2 separate regions of the Sus scrofa genome follow, and region 2 is linked to region 1. A link is a contact called in public HiChIP or PLAC-seq data. All regions are on one chromosome and are shown on one strand. The core of a region is the stretch at or near the end of the contact, and the rest is flanking DNA. Distances in the headings are between cores, read along the strand shown. Region 1 holds the start of EPN1 (epsin-1). Region 2 holds the start of CDC42EP5 (cdc42 effector protein 5).

The links. HiChIP or PLAC-seq counts read pairs in DNA pulled down with a chosen protein or histone mark.
Region 2: an H3K27ac HiChIP or PLAC-seq map of skeletal muscle shows a contact between it and region 1, with 4 times the contacts expected there. The contact joins the promoter of CDC42EP5 here to the promoter of EPN1 in region 1. A contact is called at or near these places in 2 of 47 Hi-C or Micro-C datasets (embryonic fibroblasts and epiblast stem cells) and 1 of 2 datasets of contacts at active chromatin or transcription factors (skeletal muscle).

The regions. Positions count from the first base shown.
Region 1 is chr6:59,788,178-59,791,438 of Sscrofa11.1, forward strand. EPN1 (epsin-1) reads left to right here and starts at 1,775. Exons shown (of 11, transcript XM_021095052.1): 1 at 1,775-2,051. U2AF2 (U2 small nuclear RNA auxiliary factor 2) reads left to right here. Exons shown (of 12, transcript NM_001315804.1): 12 at 463-597. The coding sequence ends at 597.
Region 2 is chr6:58,850,626-58,853,886 of Sscrofa11.1, forward strand. CDC42EP5 (cdc42 effector protein 5) reads left to right here and starts at 1,801. Exons shown (of 3, transcript XM_021094975.1): 1 at 1,801-2,336; 2 at 2,579-2,735.

The DNA.
Region 1 (3,261 bases), core at 525-3,024:
AAGATGAGAAGCCTGAGGAGATCAAGGTTTCAGGTTTTGTCTTTCCAGTCAACCTGGGTTTGGATAGAAATTTCCAAGTTTTCCTCACTTCATCCCTTGTCCAGGGGAGACATCCATGTCCTTGGGTGGTGGAGGGACCCCCCCCCCCCCCCCCCCGAGCATGGTGCCTGATGCAGGGGAGACACTCAACACAAGTGGCCTCTCTCTGAGTTTACGCCTGGCCTCTGTTCTGTGGGGCTCTTGACTCCAGCTGCCTTTGCAGGTCTTTCCTCTGTTTCATTCTTTGATCCTGGGGTGCTGGAGGAGGTTTGGATAAATGTCCCCACACCGGCAGTGAGCCCCCTCTCGCTGCCTGGGAGTTCTGAGTTGGGGGTAGATGCTGGCTGGTTGCTGTGAGGGAGCCAGCTCATCCTCGAAGGCAGAGGCTGGTTGGTCTTCACACCTTGGCTCTTGTTCCCGCAGATCTTCGTGGAGTTCACCTCTGTGTTTGACTGCCAGAAAGCCATGCAGGGCCTGACGGGTCGCAAGTTCGCCAACAGAGTGGTTGTCACAAAGTACTGTGACCCCGACTCTTACCACCGCCGGGACTTCTGGTAGAGGCGGCGGGGGAGGGCAGGGGCAGGGCTGGCTGGGGGCTTCTCCCCCTCCCGCTCCCCCTCTTTTCCCCCTCTGAAGACCATGGGCAGAGGAGTGACAGCCGAATGACAGAATGACAGCCTGACAGCCGGCAGCAACTGGAATGGCAGCAATTAAGGGTGGGGGGTGGGGTGGGGCTTGGGGCGGGGAGGGACGGGGGAGTGCTCACACAGGCCCACACAGATACACACACAGAGGGAAGGGGGGGGCGGGGTGCGCAACAGGGCTGGGTCGGATCCCCACGGCCCCTCTCCGAAACAGTCTTTCCTCCCTTACACTCCCTTTCTCTTCCTCCTCCCACCGTAGAAACGTAGCGTGTTTATATTTTATGGCCAAACTATTTTGAATTTTGTTGTCCGGCCCCAGTTACGCTGCCCTCTCCCCTTTCAGGACCACAGCTCCCGTCCTCTTGGCCTCTGGTCCTCTCCGCGGTGTTGTCCTTGGTTTCTTATGTAGCTGATTCTTTCCACTTTAGTTTCTCCAGACCTGCCCCCCAGCCCCGTCACCCCGTCCCTCTCCTACTCTCTGTGGCAGTTTCATATTTGCTAAGACGAATTTGCTCATTAAACATTTTGTTGTATTTTACTTTATGGAGCTGCTCTTTGTCTGGTGTATGTAACCCCCACCCTTCCATTTCTCGGGGTTCCTTTGGCCTAGGCTGAGGCGTCGGTCCCGGAGGCCCGGCAGTCCTCAGCGTCACCCCGGCCACGACGCCCCGGCGCCCTTGGCACGCTGCAGGTGGCACACCCCGCCTGCGTGGCCTGCTGGTCCAGGAGGACGGTGTAGGGCGTGGCCCTGGAGAGGAGGGTGCCGAGCCCGCCTGAGGTGGCGGGTGGCGGCGGCGGGAGCCGTCTGGGCTCGTGGGCCCGGAGCTCAGGTCGCCCCGAGGGTCCGGCACTGGCGTGCGGGGGCGGTCTGGGGACAGCGCGGCTTCCCGGTTCGGTCGAGCGCGCCCGGCGGCCCCGCGCTGCGCCCCGCCCCTTTCTGTGCGTTCCCGGGGTCTGGAGGCTGCGGCGGCAACCGGGCGAGTGGCGCCTGACGACGAGGTCAGCGCGCCGGAAGTGACGCCGCGCGGCCAGGTGGGGGCTGGGGGCTGGAGTCTGCGCAGGCTTGCCGCCGCAGAGGGGCGACCGGGCGGGTCGAGCAGCCACTTCCGCTTCCGGTCCATCGCCTTCGGTTGCTTCCCGTCTGTTCGGTGGCTCCCCTCCCCCGCCCGGCTCTCCGCGCCCTTCCCGGGCGGCGGGGCGGCGGGGCCGTCGGTGTGCGGTCTTCCGTGTGTCCGCGCGTGCGTCCAAGCGCGGCTCCGCATCCACCGCCCGCGGCCCGGCGCGCGCCCAGCGACACCGAGGCCGAGCGGGGGCTGGCTGGGGGGCTGCCCGCCATGACCCCCCGGAGCGCGGCTTGAGGGGGCCCAGGTGAGTGCGGGCGGCGGGCGGCGGGCGGGCGCGCTCAGGCGTCTCCACGGTCTTTGTGTGTCTGCGCTGGGCCGGCCTTGGACCGCCCGCGGCTCCGACTCTCCCGCGTCTCTGTCCGCGCCTGGGCCTCCCGCGGGCCTCCGCCTGGGCCTCGCTGCCGCTCGGGTCCGTTTCGGTGCTTTTACACGGCGCTGTCCTTGCTTGTCCGTGTCGGGTCTGGTTCTGCGTTTCTGTCGCATTTCAGCGTGTGATGGGCAGGATTAGTGTCCGTGTCTAGGCTCCGCAGCTGTCTCCGCTCTGTCTCTGTGCATCTCCCCCGGCCCGCCGTCTTCCCCTATTACTTCTGTCCTGGTACTCTTGTCCTCCAACCCCGACTCCCTCTCCGGGGGGTCTGTCGCTTGGCCTAGGATAACCCCTTCCCCTGGGTTCTTGAGTTCCGAGTGATGAAGAACCCGGCTGTGGAATCAGAGGCCCATTTTTTGTAAGTCTGTAATGTTTGTCTGGTAATTCATCTCCAGGCCACAGTTTCCCAGTCTTTAAAGTTAGGGTATTCAGAGTTCCTACATAATAGGGCTGCTGTGATCATTCACCAAGGCAAAGTGCCCAGCCCTTGTGCATAGTAAGTGTGTGGTGAACTGCTGGGAGCTCTGGGTTCCGTTATTATTACTTACAGATTTTCTCTTGCATACACTTAACGTGGGTCATTGGAGCACCCCTTGGAGAATTTTGCGGTATCGCTTGTCTTGTATTTAGTTTAATAATTATTTTTGGGTCAGCTCATTTTGGAAAAACCTGTTTTCCTCCTACATAGTATCTGTGGAGTCTTAGGTTTGCCCTGTCAGTTGAATGTTGCTTCAGTACACTTGTATAAATACACGATGTTAAGATACCACATTTTTTGATGCCTCCCTTTTGGAAATACTGTTTTTTTTTTTTTTCCCCTATTAAAACAGCAGCCAACATTATTGAGCTCCTGTTATCTGTGGGGCGCAGTGCCAAGCACTTTATGTACCCATTGTATTTAATCAACAAGCCTGCCAGGTAGAAATCCTTTCCTTCATTTAAGAGTTGAGCAAACTGAATCTCCAGAGGGCCAGGATTTCATGTTCTTTCCTTTCGCTCCCATTTTCCTTGTCTCCTTTTTCGCAGTCCCAGCTTACTGCCTCTTTTATCTTCAGGGCCTCTGTCCTTGCTCTTTGCCTGCCTACCC
Region 2 (3,261 bases), core at 551-3,050, 940 kb before region 1:
TTGCCAGCCCTTGGCATTGTAAAATCCAATTCCTTGACATAAATTAGATATATATATTTCACTTGAACTTATAATACAATATATAACATATTAGGATACTGTATACACTATTCATATGTAATAATATGTTAATATATTTTATTGCATTCTGCATTTAATATATAGTGTAAATTGGAGTTCCCGTCGTGGCTCAGTGATTAACGAATCTGACTAGGAACCATGAGGTTGCGGGTTTGATCCCTAGCCTTGCTCCGTGGGTTAACGATCTGGCGTTGCCGTGAGCTGTGGTATAGGTTGCAGACACGGCTTGGATCCTGAGCTGCTGTGGCTGTGGTGTAGGCCGGTGGCTACAGCTCCTATTAACTCCTAGCACCTGGGAACCTCCATGTGCTGTGGGAGTGGCCAGAAAAGACAAAAAGACAAAAAAAAATATATATATATATATATAGTGTAAATATATTCTAATATACTTAAATTATACATCTGAAATCTTACGTTGTAGGTAGATTTTACATTCTAAGTTATATGTTTCTATTTATACCTGCCCATATCTTTACATGCATTTCTATTGTTCATTTTACATACACACACGTGTTCTTTTTCGGATTCTTTTCCCTTATAGGTTATGACACAATATCCACTATAGTTCCCTGTTCTCTGCCATAGGTTCTTATCATTTATCTGCTTTATCTGCAGCAGTGTGTAGCCGTTGATCCCAAGCTCCTAATGTGTTATCAAGGAAGGCATTAACCCACATCTATTACCAATGTATGTACAGCTGTATCACCTCTATTATCCAGATGGGGCCTGATCTAGTCCCATGAGCCCTAGAAGCAGCGGACCTTCTCCGGCTGGAGGCAGGAGGAAGTGCCACAGGCCTGCAAACCGGGGAGATGTGCAGCATGAGGAGGGGCTCAGCCCACCGCTGCCAGAGGAGAGACACATGGAAAGTAGCAGGAGGATGCAGGCGGCATCTCGGAGCCAGTTAGCCCCCAGCTGGCAGCTTAAGGGGCACAAGATTTCCTTTTGAGGTAATGAAAGTGGTTTGGAATTAGATAGAGGCCGTGGGTACACAACGTTGTGGCTGTACTAAATGCCACTTTAAAATGATTAAAGTGGGGAGTTCCCTTGTGGAGTAGCAGGTTCAGGAGCTGGTGGTGGCACCGCAGCAGCTTGGTTGGTTGCCGCTGCGGCGTGGGTTGGACCGCTGGCCTATGAACTTTCGCCTGCCGTGGGTGTGGTAAAAACAAAAAACTACCTTGGTGACCAAGTTTAGGGTGATTATTCCCCCACCTTCCCTTTTGCCTTGTATGTGAGTCCCAGGCTTAGTCCAGTCTGGCTCCTGACTGGATCCTGGAAGGAACCCTTTACCACTCAGACCTGACTCTGTTATTCCTGCTCAGTACCCTGCCCTCACCAAAGAACAAACCCCAAGCTCCCCGTGGCTTTCCGGCTGAACTCTCCAGGCACACCAAGCCCCATGCCATGCCTTAGTGCCCTCCGCTCCACCCTGAAGCCCAGCCTGCTCTGGATAGACTTCCTCACCTCCTCAGCCCCGGGAACTCCCACTCCTCCTTGGGGATTCAGTTCAGGGTTTAAGCCACACTTCCTGGTTATCAGTTAAACTCTCTCACCGTCCCAGCAGCAGCTCACAGCCGAGCCAGCCTCCTTCTGGGGACCCAGCTCTCTAAGGTCAGGACCCCCCCACCCTGGCCCCCAAGAGATCCTCCTAACACTCTAGTCTGACTCTGCTTGTCACTGCCAGGCACACTCGGTGATGGAATGACCTTTCTAGGGATGAGGCACTCCAGGCAAGGACTTCCATCTCGGGAGCTCTGCAAAGCAGTGGGGAGGCGGCCCCTCTTAGTTCACCTCCGTCCTTTGGCTGGTCTCACTGCCCGACCTCAGGCTCTCTCTATCTCCAGCTGGCTCTCTATCCGCCCCCACACTCCCCCAACAGCTGCAATCTGGAAGAAATTACTCTTCAAAACAGCCAGACTTCCCCAGTTTCAGGAAATTCCAAGCTGGCAGGGGGAGGGGCCGGGCTGGGGGGCCGCCCTCCCCGTCCATCCCCCACCCCCTCGGCCTGATCTCCCAGTCCCAGCCTCTTCCGGCCCCCACACTCAGCCAGGAGGGGCCTCAGTGCTTCCACAGCTGCTCTCTGGCCCTTTAAATCCTAGAAGCAAACTTTTGGGGGAAAAGGACGGCTGGGAGGGGCCTGCACCTTAACCCTCCCTGCCCAGGGCGGACGGAGCTGGACGGAGCGGTAACTCTGCTCCGGTTTGGGCTCCTACCATGGCCCCCGAGAGGGGCTGACACTTCCGTTCCTGGTGCAGGTAGAGGAGGGACTCGATGCCAGGGTCTGCCAGGGGTGGGTCTTAGACCTCTGGGTCTGTGGGCGGAGGGACGGGGACCTGGACTCCTAGGTCCGGCGAGGGAGGGGGGCTAGGACCCCTGACTTCTGGAGCTAGGACTCCAGCAAGCTCAGAGGGGGGAGGCCTGAGGAGGTGGCACTGTGGTCCCGGACACCTGGGTCCTGGATCCCCCGCCCGGTTCCGCATGGCACTTCCTCTGCCAGGTGAGATCCCCGCCCGGAGGAAGAAGGAAGGCGCCGACCTGGGACCAGGAGGCGGAGGCAGGCTCCGAACCAAGGAGAGGTGGCCGGGGTTGGGGGGTGGTCTCGGCTTGAGCCTGAGCCTGAGCGCACGCCTGCCCGCTTCAGCAAGGACTGCGAGGTAAGGGGCAGTGGTGGCTTAGGGTCCCTGGTCAGGTCCGGAGGAAAACGGTACAGACGGCCAAAGGGGCTGCGGCCGCTGAAATCCAGGCCTCAGCCACGTGGCCTCAGGAAGCACGCACTGGAGCCCCAAAGGGATCTGGGGAGTCCCCCCGCCCCGTCGGGGCCCCAGCCACCCAGTCGCCTCTTCCAAAGGGCTGAGAACCAGTCCGGCTGGATCTGGAGGGGTTGTTCTGTCTAGGCGGGGCAGCGGTGGGCCAGCTGTGCCCCCCACCTCTGCAGCTGGAGCCTGGGCAGGAAAGGGGCGGGGGGCGGATGGAGGCGGGAGGAGGGCAGCTTGGGGCGGGGGGGGGGGGGGGGGGGGCGGTGCACGCGCAATCGCCGGGTCCCGGTCCCATCCTCGCGCCTGCTCTCTGCTTCCTTTATGTTTGTCGCAAACAACAGCCCCTCTGTACGGAGCTTGGCCCTGTTATGGACTTTTTCCAAGCATGACCTCATTGCATGGAGCACACGCAAGGGAGATTAGA